2 separate regions of the Hordeum vulgare genome follow, and region 1 is linked to region 2. The links are chromatin contacts, called in public Hi-C maps. All regions are on one chromosome and are shown on one strand. The core of a region is the stretch at or near the end of the contact, and the rest is flanking DNA. Distances in the headings are between cores, read along the strand shown.

Region 1 (6,781 bases), core at 1,933-4,432, 190 kb before region 2:
CCTTGTACCAATGGAGTCTCCCACCAAAGTGACCAAATGAGTTGGGTTTTTTTTTTCCGTTCAGTGTGTTTGCGTAACACAAGGTAGACTACAACAAATGCATGGGTAGAATAAGCCTTGGAATCACAGTAAGATAAAAGGCACATATATAATGATATTAACGCCTCAAAGATGTTGGTTGGAAGTATGAGAATTCTCCGAAAGAAGTCAAAAGGTGTCCAACTGAGCCCAGGGTTTTGCAGAAGCACTCTGATTCAGAGAAATACTTCCACCTGCACCAGAAGCCACAACCGCAGTGCGTGCGCTCTCAGTTTGGGCCAGCCTCGTCACTTTGCCCAAATCAAATTGTATTTGGACTCCCAGCATCTTGGACTTGCTAGAGAGAGGGAGACCTATAATTTATTTCTGAATGTGAGAGATTTTTCTTATGCATAGGATACACACGGAAGGAAGCATGTCATCCATGCTAATGTTGCCCTGACGCCACCACAGATTTCAGTAGGCACAACAGTTCGCCTTTGGACCAGCAAATATCAAAACGGGCTGTAAGAGGAGCAGCTCTTGCTAAAGCACCAGCTAATTTATGTCTTCCCCAATTGCTAGCTTAAATTTCCCTTGCAGCAGGCTTGACAAGAATTTAGCCGAATCACATCAATATGACCTACACAAGCACAGATTCCAAACCGAAATTCATTATCATCTTTATGAAGCCTCTTCTTTTCTGGGAATAGAAGGTTGGAGCAGCCCAACTTGCCTGAAAGTATTCAATCTGACAATGAGGCCATGGATGCAAAATCAAGAGTGCTGCGAGAACATTACCTAACAAGCAGCACTTGTCAAGAGGAAGTAGCACTCAGGTGAGCTACACTGCTCTGTAAAGGCAGACGCAGAGAAGATGTATCAGTTATGAGCATGTCTTGTTCAGCAAACATTGAGGAGTACCTTCCGCCAGAAGATTATCAATAAATATATCTGTTGCTTCCATGTTTCTTTATGCTATAACCTCCATGCTTCACTGTTAAATATCATTACAGAGTTAATTAATGAACTCTATTTTACACGAAAGATCAGGACCTTCACTGCCGGGTTTACTCTACGAGTCCCTCTACCATTTCTAGATCACTGCACCTATTTATATTTTTCATTTGCTCCGACAATTCATCTAAAACTTCATAGATCTCTGGTGCTAGAGGGTTTGACCTATCTCCAACCAAAAAGGGGGTAAACCCATTACCGAGATCAGCCCATGCCAACCCGGGTGCTTTGGTGACACCTAAGTCTCGCATCAGCTTCCTTACTACTGCTAGCTCATCCCAGCAACCTGCAGCTGCATACATGTTGGCAATTAGAACATAGTGCCCAGCATTCTCTGTCCTCATCTCCAAGAGTCTCCTTGCTGCCCTTTCACCAATTATGATGTTACCCCTGTCATGACAAGCCCCGACTAATGCTGCCCACATCGCGGATGTTGGAATGAAAGAGCTCTGATTGAGCATTCCTTCTGCCTTTTCTAATTGGCCAGCACGTGCATATAGATCAACCATGCAAGTATAATGCTCTGTCTGTGGTTTTATACCATATGAACTGGTCATCTTGTCAAAAAGCTCTTCTCCTTGAGTCACAAGTCCAGAGTGGCTGCAAGCAGACAGGACAGTGACCATGATAATGTTGTCTGGCTCGATCCCACTATCAATCATCTGGTTGAAAAGCCGTAGAGCAACTGAACCTTTCCCTTGCATTCCATATCCTGCTATCATTGAAGTGTAGGATATCATATCACGGTCTTCCATGGTATCAAAGACATTTTGCGCTACGGAGAGCCTGCCAGACTTGGAGTACATGTCAATAAGAGAGTTCCACAACAAGCGATATCCTTTAAACCCATGCTTAACAATGTGGGTGTGAAGCTCCCGCCCATGTTGCAGATTTGCAACACGGGCGCAGAGGGCAAGATAGGTGACAACCGTGACATAATTAGGCTGTACGCCACTAGATACCATTTCACGAAGAAATCTGGAAGCCTCTTCTGCCCCATCTGACAATGCAAAACTAGCTATCATCGTATTCCATGTCACCACACCAGGGCTCCCCAGCATTGTAAACAGCCTGTGAGCGCAATCCATATCTTTGCACCTGGCATACATGGTGATCAACGCATTGCTTACACTCTGTTCCCCGTCACAGCACATGCGTACTGCCAACCCATGGATCTCCTTCCCGAGCCTCAGCCAGCCAACCCGCGAGCACGCGTTCAACCCAATCACCACTGTCACGAAATCAACCTCTGCTCCACCCCTTACCATCTCCCGGATCAGCCCAACCGCTGCCTTATGGTCGCGTATCTTGATGTACACCCCAGCGATCGTGTTCCACGTGACCGAGTTCACCTCTGCCTCCTCGGCTCGCATCTTCTGAAACAGCTCCACCGCCTCTTCCAATTGCCCGGCGGTGGCGTACGCTGAAATCATCGAGTTCCAGGACACGACATCCTTGTGCCCCATTCCGTCGAACACCCTCCGTGCAGCAACCAGGTCCCCGCACTTGGCGTACATGGACACCAGCGCGTTCTGGAAGAACAAGTGTCCGTCCATCCCGGCGCCCGCGGCATGCACGTGCACCGCCCGGCCCATCGCGAGGTCCCGGGCCTCGGCGCAGGCGCGGAGGACGGAAGGGTAGGTGAAGGCGTCCGGAGTGACCGCGGCACTGCTGACCATTTGCTGGTAGGCGGCGAGGGCCTGGCGCGGGAGGCCGTGGCCGAGGCATGAGGACATGAGGATGTTGTAGGGGACGGGGCAGGTGGAGCCGGCGGCGAGGGAGGAGGCGCCCGGTAGCAGGGAGGGGTGGGAGCAGTAGAGGGAGACGAGGCGGCGGAGGAGGAGCGGGTCCCGGGAGAGGCCGAGGGAGAGGGACAGCGCGTGCAGCTGGAGGCCCAGACGGGGGTTGGAGCCGTGGAGGTGGAGGATGGAGATGATGGGGCGGAGGAGGAAGTGGGAAGCGGGGAGGAGGCGGCGGAGCTGGGAGAAGGCGAGGACGGGGGAGGGGAGGAGGCGGGCGGCGGAGGGGGTGGAGAGGGAGCCGAGAAGGGAGGTGAGGGAGTCGGGTCTAGTCGGCGCCGGCGGAGGTGGCGGCGGCCATGGCGATGGCGAGTGCGCCGCCGCGGCGGACATGGGAGCTGATGCAGCGCGTTGCCTAGCTGGCTCTCGATGTTGCGGGGACTACCGGTACGGTTCAGCATCGCCGCTACTTGCAAGATCCAACGGCCGTCGACGATGCGGTGACATGTCTTGGTGCCCCCATCACCGTCTAAACTCAACTCAGTTCATCAAACAGTACTTCCTCCCTCTGTCAACTAACATAAAAAAAGATTCTTTCTCCCTGATTTTCTTCCCACCAATTTTTATTCTCATCTCGGTTCACTGATTTCTTTTACTAAACCGGTTTCATATCAGTTAGTCTAGACATGAGATAAAAAGAAATGAACTGCTTATAACAAGAATCAAACTCATGTCTCCTAAGAAGCTACTCCCTCCGTTCCTAAATATAAGTCTTTCTGAAGATTCTACTACAAGACTACATACGGATGTATATAGACATATTTTACAGTGTAGATTTACTCATTTTACTTTGTATGTAGTCACCTAATGAAATCTCTTAAAAGGCTTATATTTAGGAACAGATGAAGTGCTAAACTTACTAAACAACTAACCCATATTTCTTCGTAATTGCTGATGTAACTATTTCTACTATTTAAATAAGAGAGTCATGAGGCATTCCTTTCAATAAAAACCCATCTTTCTTCTCTTTCCATAATACAAAATCGGGGTATTTGAACCCTTCTTCTTTCTACCATATTAGCTAAACAATAGTCTTGATAACTTTTGCATAAGCAACGTGATAACTATGACATGATCATCCTGATAACTTCAACATTAGCGCCCCGATAAAAATTAAACAAGATAAAAAATGGTGAAAACTATATCGTTAGAAGGCTGATAAATAGAGCGTGAGAAGCGTGTGATAAGTTTATCATGGGCAGCATGATAACTTTACATAGAAATTATCGGCCAATATTTCAACAATTTTTCCCCTGGTGAAAATTTACCATCGTGTTTGAGGGTAAGTTATTAGCTATGTGATGCGTAAAAATACCACTCTTTCTGCACGCAAGTTATCGGTGTAATTTTTTAACAACTTTTTTCCCTCGGTCAAAAGTTACCACGGTGTTTATACGTTGACTATCATGTTTACGATACATATATTAACATGTTATTTAAGCAGAAGTTATCGGGGTATATTTCGGAAACCGGGTATATTATCATGGTTTTTGCACCTAAGTTATCAGGTCCGATCGAAGATGCATATATTACCGTGCTATTTGCATAGAAGTAAAAAAAACTGAGGTATGTTACCTGGACCGGGGTACATAAGTTATCAGGTCTCGATGTGTGAGTGATCATGCTATTCACATAAAAGTTAACGAGGGGACATTTCATCAACTCACAACCCCCACCCCCGTCGCCAAAGTTACCAGGACCAAGATACATAAGTTATCAATTCTGCGAATTACGAGTTACCATGTTATTCATACAAAAGTTACCGAGGAGATAATTCATCAACTCCCCCTGCACTCTCCGTCGCCAAAGTTACCAGGATCGGGGTACATAAGTTATTGGGTCTACAATGTGTGAGTTACCATGCTATTAACACAAAACCTACGGAGATATTTCATCAACCATCCCCGTCACCAAAGTTACCAGGATTGGGGTACATAAATTATCAGGTCTACAATGTGTTAGTTACCATGCTATTTAGACAAAAGTTACGGAGGAGATATTTAATCAACTACCCCGCACCCCCACACCCAAAGTTGTCAGAATCGTGACTCAAGTCTTAGAAACTTACGATCCTATGATCCAAAATAGCCGCTCCGATTCTAGGATTTTGCTCATAGAATCTAAGTTTCTATGATCTTGATAGTTAAGATTCTATGATTCACGATCCTAGCAACGGATCTCCGATCCGATTCAGAATCACTATTCTGACAACTTTGCCCGCACCCTCGTTGCCAAAGTTACCAGGATGGGGTACATAAGTTATTAGGTTTGAGATGTGTGAGATACCATGCTATTCACACAAAAGTTCATAAACTCCCCTCTCCTTTCATTGTGAAAGTTACCATGAATGGGTTACATAAATTATCAAGTCTGTAATTCGTGAGTTATCATGATATTCACACACAAAAGTTACCGGGGTATATTTCATTAATCCCCCCACCCGCGCCCCCGGTCGCTAAACTTACGAGGACATGGGTGCATAAGTTATCACGTATGTGATGTGTGAGTTACCATGTTATTCATACAAAAAGATATCGAGGGTACGTTTACATTAGTTTTGTTTTAGGGTAAAAAATGCTACCACGATATTTGTACATAAACTATCATGTTTATGGTGCGTATAATTATCGGGCTCGTTAAAGAGAATTTACCGAGGGATGACACACGAGAAAAAGACCGGTGATCGAATTCTATAGGAGCAAAACATTTATTTCTGTAGAAAAATATTCATCACTACAAAAAATATACAGGTGGAGTACAAAACATGTTGCATCGGTCCTTTAAAAAACTTGGAGCAAATGGTTTTATCCTCTCGTCAAAGACGCTATGGTCTTCCTTTCTCGTTGTCACTTTCTAAGGTATAAGTACCAGTTAATCTCCACATGAAACATAATAGTTACTCATCTCAGCTGATAGCGTGCCATGGCCACAACCAACAGGTTGTGTGTTTGAATCCTAGTAGCGGCTATTTTTTCTAAGCTCTTTTTAGGCGCGAGAGCAGAAGCGAAGCTGCAAAAACCAGTATGCGTGAAAATAGCATTACCCTATAAAAAAAAATTAGATAATATAAGAGCATTTAGATTTCAACTATTATAAGAGCATTTAGGTCACTCTTAATCTAAACACTCTTATATTAGTTGATAGAGGGAGTATTTTTTGAAGTTTGAAATAATACAAAAAAGATATTAACATGTTCATATGGATACATGTTCATATGGATGTATATTACATATGTGCAAACTCTGATGATGAAATCAGTAAGAGCATCCACAGCTGGGCGCCCGAAACCTGCCTCAAACGTCCGGACAAACGACCCTATGATTGTCCGATCACGAAAATGCGATTCAGATGGGCGCCTTAAACATGCATCAAACTCTCTGGCTAACCATCACCATTCATATCTATTTCAAATCTAGAGCGGATATAGGGCGTTCGGACGCATCTGCCCGATAGTCCTATCCCACCAAAAATCACACCAAATTCACCCCATCCACCTGATCTGCTCTTTCATTTTTTGCTCCTCCACTACATATGTCTCGCTGCTCAGTTGTCGCGCGTGCTCCGCACCCGTCCCGAGCATCTACGCCTACAGCACTGTCACAACACTCCTCCTCATGTACTCGTTGCCAGAGATGTCGTCGCCGGCTTGGACGCCACTGATGTACGTCCGACAACTCTCGGGCTACCCCTTGCATTCTATGTGTTTGACACATTGTCCGACCCGGTTTCTTGCGATTTTTAGGGAAAGCGATGAATTCCAATGCTTCATCGAACAAGGAGCATGAACCGACGGAGCTTGATCAAATGATTCAAGATGAGTTCTTCGATTCGTCGGATTCAGACGAAGAAGTGGACATAATCATACTCATGAGCATGCAAGAGGAAATAGATCAACAGGTGGAGCATATTCTCAACTTCAAGGGCTCAATCAAAGGAAGAAGAGAGAT
Region 2 (6,434 bases), core at 3,677-6,176:
AACCACGGTTTCACAAGAAGACCAGACACATCAAACGACGCTTCAACCTCATCCGTGACTACGTCGAGGAAGAGGACGTAAATATATCCAAAGTGCACATGATCTGAATGTAGCAGACCCGCTGACTAAACCTCTTCCACGGCCAAAACATGATCGACACCAGAACTGTATGGGTGTTAGATTTATTACAATGTAATTCACATGGTGATGTGAGGGCTAGATTATTGACTCTAGTGCAAGTGGGAGACTGTTGGAATTATGCCCTAGAGGCAATGATAAATATAGTTATTATTATAATTCCTGTATCAAGATAATTGTTTATTGTCCATGCTATAATTGTATTGAATGAAGACTCATTTACATGTGTGGGTACATAGACAAAACACCGTCCCTAGCATGCCTCTAGTTGGCTAGCCAGTTGATCGATGATGGTCAGTGTCTTCTGATTATGAACAAGGTGTTGTTGCTTGATAACTGGATCACGTCATTAGGAGAATCACATGATGGACTAGACCCAAACTAATAGACGTAGCATGTTGATCGTGTCATTTTGTTGCTACTGTTTTCTGCGTGTCAAGTATTTATTCCTATGACCATGAGATCATATAACTCACTGACACCGGAGGAATGCTTTGTGTGTATCAAACGTCGCAACGTAACTGGGTGACTATAAAGGTGCTCTACAGGAATCTCCAAAGGTGTTAGTTGAGTTAGTATGGATCAAGACTGGGATTTGTCACTCCGTGTGACGGAGAGGTATCTCGGGGCCCACTCGGTAATACAACATCACACACAAGCCTTGCAAGCAATGTAACTTAGTGTAAGTTGCGGGATCTTGTATTATGGAACGAGTAAAGAGACTTGCCGGTAAACGAGATTGAAATAGGTATACGGATACTGACGATCGAATCTCGGGCAAGTAACGTACCGAAGGACAAAGGGAATGACATACGGGATTATATGAATCCTTGGCACTGAGGTTCAAACGATAAGATCTTCGTAGAATATGTAGGATCCAATATGGGCATCCAGGTCCCGCTATTGGATATTGACCGAGGAGTCTCTCGGGTCATGTCTACATAATTCTCGAACCAGCAGGGTCTGCACACTTAAGGTTCGACGTTGTTTTATGCGTATTTGAGTTATATGGTTGGTTACCGAATGTTGTTCGGAGTCCCGGATGAGATCACGGACGTCACGAGGGTTTCCGGAATGGTCCGGAAACGAAGATTGATATATAGGATGACCTCATTTGATTACCGGAAGGTTTTCGGAGTTACCGGGAATGTACCGGGAATGACGAATGGGTTCCGGGAGTTCACCGGGGGGGCAACCCACCCCGGGGAAGCCCATAGGCCTTGGGGGTGACACACCAGCCCTTAGTGGGCTGGTGGGACAGCCCAAAAGGCTCTATGCGCCAAGGAGAAGAAAATCAAGAGAGAAAGAAAAAAAAAGGAGGAGGTGGGAAGGAAGGGGGACTCCCTCCCACCAAACCAAGTCCAACTCGGTTTGGGGGGGAGAGTCCTCCCCCTTGGACTCGGCCGACCCCCTTGGGGCTCCTTGAGCCCCAAGGCAAGGTCCCCTCCCTCCCACCTATATATACGGAGGTTTTAGGGCTGATTTGAGACGACTTTTCCACGGCAGCCCGACCACATACCTCCACGGTTTTTCCTCTAGATCGCGTTTCTGCGGAGCTCGGACGGAGCCCTGCTCAGACAAGGTCATCACCAACCTCCGGAGCGCCGTCACGCTGCCGGAGAACTCTTCTACCTCTCCGTCTCTCTTGCTGGATCAAGAAGGCCGAGATCATCGTCGAGCTGTACGTGTGCTGAACGCGGAGGTGCCGTCCGTTCGGTACTAGATCGTGGGACTGATCGCGGGATTGTTCGCGGGGCGGATCGAGGGACGTGAGGACGTTCCACTACATCAACCGCGTTCACTAATGCTTCTGCTGTACGATCTACAAGGGTACGTAGATCACTCATCCCCTCTCGTATATGGACATCACCATGATAGGTCTTCGTGCGCGTAGGAAATTTTTTGTTTCCCATGCGATGTTCCCCATCATTTCCTCGGCGATGAAATTCTAAAAATCTCCTATTCACCCCCCTCTAGTCGATATAACGCACCTTCAAAAAGTAATGGTAATAACAACCAAAAGTTAAGGGAAAAGTCTAAGAGCAACTTTAGCAGACCCTGTATAACTCATGAACCCGTAAAGTAACCGTCATTTTACACTTCTGCGCTAAAAAAGTGTCCCAAAGAGACTTCGTAAACGACTTTTGCCTGTAAGATTTTTTAAGGGGCATGGTAAATATCCCCATTGAACCTGTGAATATAAGGATTTCGGAGCCAACCCGAGGGTGCCCAACAACCATCAGAACCTTCATGGCTTGTTCCCAGACGTCGTCCCGTCCACCCCCGGCCGCCGCGTGTCAGTCCTCGCTGCCGCCACCCCACCAGTCCTGGCGGCAGCCCTGTCGTCCTGGGCGGATTCGGCAATGGCGCGGGGAGCTAGCTAGCTAGCTCCTGGATGGATTTGGGAACGGGAGCTAGCTAGCTAACTAACTAGCTCCTCGATGGATTCAGTGACAGAGGAGCTAGCTAGCTACGGCGATGGTCGCTTCGTGTGAGCCGTCCTGAATGCCGGCGGCTTCGTATTTGGCCTCTTCGTGCGTTCTACGCCGTTTTTAGGAGCGAATTTAGTTGACCATGGACACGGGGCGAAAGGAAGAAGATATGAGGGAAAATATAAGCGAAAATTTGATTTATAGTTGAAGTTTAAGGGGTTAGTTCGATCGCAGTTCGAATCTATCCTTATAACGCGTTTTTCGTGAACTGGAAACCGCGTTTACGGTTTCACGTTTTTAAGGGTCTGCTAGAGATGCTCTAATGCTTGGATTGATCTTTGGAGCAGAGATTAAATGGGAAATATACTCTTAACCTAAAAACATAGTTTTTGTCATATATAAAATGGGTGTTGGTGATGGTTCGACCACCAACCACCGCTCTTCTTAATCTCCTTTATATAAATCTATACTATTTTGTTAGAGGGAACACATCATTTAAAATAAATGATCCAACTATTACTGAAAAACTTCCAAAAAGGAGGAGGACAATAAATATCAATGAGAGTCAAGAGTACACATCGCCTTGTGAATATGCAAACGACATGAGCCAAGCATGATGCCGGCATAAAAGCGGAAACCACCACTTTTAACTAAAATGTAGGGTATATGTAGGATGACAATTAATTACATATGTATATTTATCTAATGAATCCAAATACTCTCCTTCCAAATACTACTACCTCCGCTCCATAATAAGTGTTGCAATTTTGATTTGGACCAGTTCAAAACTGCAACTCTTGTTTTGAATCGGCAGGAGTACTGTACTATGTTCTATTTTTCAAAAGGTACTATAACTATACTATGTTTCCAAACAAAGAAGAAGAAAAAAATCACAAGGATGTGTTTGGTTGCCTGCATTAGGCCCAACCACACCCATGTAGGAAGAAACTGGATTGTTTGGTTACCTGCATTTATTGTTGGCCGTGCATCACACAAAACTTAAAGTGTCTTTGGGCCTGGCTCTCTGGGCACGCCCAGATCGACGGTTTCTTACGAGGCAGGATGAGTTGAGCCACAACGAGAGCACATGGGTGAGCCCGTGCACGACATGAGGCTGGAGGGATGTGAGCTCTGTACGTACGTGCTTCTTCTTCTACCTTCACTAAGCTCCTCACCAATCTCCTTTTTTCCTTTTCCTTTCTAATCTACACAACGGTGCTTTGATTCGAGATAAGATCTACACGAAAAAGATGCACATCGATGTTACAGTTCCATTTTTGCGATCGATTCGAAGTTTCGGCCGTTTGAATTTTTCTTTCACCGGTAGCTTCATAACGTAGTTTTACACGACATTCATGTTGCAAGTTTTCTGTTTCGATGATACTACTGCACTGACGCCGCAATTACGCACACACTGTATTTTTTCTCCTCTACCCTCTGTCTCAGACCCCTCCTATTCACCCCTTTCGACGCTGGCATCGTTCCTCTTGACCTCCATGCCCGCATCCTACTACATCGGAGTCGTTTCTGGTGTCGGTCATCTTGGCATTCTCTTTCTCGTCCTACTGCACCAACGCTGTCATGACACGAGCACTCCATTTTTCTTCCCTTGTCCACTATCTCCGTACAGACTTTCTCTACAACGACGAGGCTAGCAACTAGTTCGATGTGCCGTCGACGGGGTCGCTCGCGCAGAATTTCGTGCACATCGTGTCGGACGTGGCGCGACGACCACTGTCCATCGCAGTCGCCATGATCCGACACGCACTGCATTTCTACTCCCCGTCCTCTGTCTCAACGCTTCTCCGCGCGGAAATTCTCTATGGTGGCGACAGTAGCAACTAGTTCGCCGCGCGCGCCGGCAGGAACGCTCGTCCGAAACTCCGTGCTCATCATGTCGCAGGCGGCGCCGTGACCACGGTCCACCGCACTCGCCATGGTCCGACACACGTTGTACTTCTCCTCCTCCGTCCTCTTCCTCAACGCTCCTCCGCACAAACTTTCTGTGCGGCAGCGATGCTAGCAACTAGATCGTCGTGACGCCGGCGGGAACGCTCGCCCGAGACTCCTTGCTCGTCGTGTCGGACGCGAGGCCGCAATCACTGTCTATCACAGTCAAGAGGCACTATATAACTCTGTGTGTTAAGTATAAGTGTTAGCTCTATAGTTACATGAACCGAATCAATGCACACAACCAAACACTATGGCTGCCAAACACGCCCTGAACCACTTGGAAAGTTTCCCAAGTCCCTGGCAGCGGGACCCATGTGTAAGCACAAGTCCGGGGAACACGCGGCCGGGCGGCCGGCGCGTAAAACCCTAAACCCCTCCCTCGCCCTCCTCCCTTCCCCTCCTATTCCTATCCAATCCAAAAATCCTCTGCTCCTCCTCTCATCGCCTCTCTTTCCTTCCTCCCCAAGACCTCCACCGATTCCCCCAGCCCATGCCCAGCGCCCCGAAACCCTAGCGCCCCCTCCCCCCAACTCCGCCTCGCCATGCCACCGCGGCCCTCCCTCCAGTCGCTCCTCCTCATGGCCGCCTCCACCTCCGCGGGCGCAGGGGGCTCGGGTCCCCTCCTCGCCGCGCGCCGCCGCTTCCCCGCCGCCTTCGCCGCCGCGGGGGGCCACCGCGTCCGCCTCCTCCAATCCTTCCCCTCCCGGACCCGCCTCCCCCGGCGGGCCGAGCTCGCCTGCTGCTTCGGGACCGCCCCCGCCGAGGCCGTGCCCGCCGCCGCCCCGCGCGCCAGGAATGGTAATGCTCGATTCGTTGGCTCCTTCTTCTTTCGGCATCACGCGCCGCCTGCAACAGGGAGCTCTTGCGCCGAGCGAGCATTGCTGGTTCAGTGCTTACTGAAATTTCAGTACCGCGTTACATTTCTTATTCTTTTGGCCTGTATGTAAGCTAGATAGCTCTCAAGCCTGCGTTCTTATATATACATGGTATCAACGGAGATCGCGCTCGAAAGAAATCTTGGTCCGTGTCTAGAAAAAGCGTTTTACTCTGTTTTACGGAACTTGAGCTCTGTCGGACTCTCGGTTGTGAATAACCTCGGACACCTGCGTTTTTGCATAGCTGCTGTTTTCTGGCGTTGAAAGTGGTTTGCTAATGCTTAGTAACAGCTGGATGTAGGATCCTTATTGTTTTTAGTTTTGTACTGATGTGCTGTCATTCTGGGATAACAGTTAGTTCCACGGAGGAGAGAAGGGCTCGTGAAGAACGATTAGGGAAGGTGGTTGAGAAGATGAAAAAGGAAGGAATAGATATGACCCAGTGGAGGCTTGGCATTTTTCAACGGACGATTTGCCCACAGGTATGCCTTTTCTGATATTAAGAATTGCTCTTCCCATTTTCTCTTCTTTTCATGATGTATGTAGTTGGGTAAGCAAGTAAGCTAAAAGGGTTATTTTGTCTGGATTGAGAACATCAAGAATTCACAGCTACAGTTTGTTTTGATCAGTTTAATTAGCTCATTTCTGTTTCACATATCACACACATTGGAAGTATGTATTAACGGGCCTGCCTTTCACAAAAAGAGCGCTCTGGAAGTAGCTGTATATTGTGATCAGTTTGATGACCAGCTTACAAACACGTTCATCTGTATATAATAGTACAGATAAATATATGTTATTTTGCTGATCCATTGTACTTTATATTTTTGATCTATCAAGCACAAAATGATTAAGTATGCTTTCCCTTCTGTTAACTAGTGTGAAGGGGGCTCAACCGAGGAACGAAGCCTCAGTGTCTTCATCCGGGAAGATGGGTGAGTTTTTATGTACAGCACACTTCCAGATTGTTAGTTGGAGTTTTTCTTAAGGTATATGTACTGTAGGCTATCTGTCATCTGATCTCTGTTCTATGCTG

The links. A called contact is a pair of places that touch in the nucleus more often than the background predicts.
Region 1: a Hi-C map of leaf shows a contact between it and region 2, with 5 times the contacts expected there. The contact joins the promoter of LOC123411763 here to the promoter of LOC123413648 in region 2. A contact is called at or near these places in 2 of 6 Hi-C or Micro-C datasets (leaf and seedling) and 1 of 1 datasets of contacts at active chromatin or transcription factors (embryo).

What each region holds. Positions count from the first base shown.
Region 1 is chr7H:595,196,036-595,202,816 of MorexV3_pseudomolecules_assembly, reverse strand. It overlaps LOC123411763 (pentatricopeptide repeat-containing protein At1g71490-like), which reads right to left and starts at 3,182. Exons shown (of 2, transcript XM_045104729.1): 1 at 820-3,182; 2 at 124-661. The coding sequence starts at 3,167. The coding sequence ends at 1,089.
Region 2 is chr7H:595,004,399-595,010,832 of MorexV3_pseudomolecules_assembly, reverse strand. It overlaps LOC123413648 (twinkle homolog protein, chloroplastic/mitochondrial-like), which reads left to right and starts at 4,926. Exons shown (of 22, transcript XM_045106586.1): 1 at 4,926-5,321; 2 at 5,753-5,880; 3 at 6,278-6,333. The coding sequence starts at 5,066.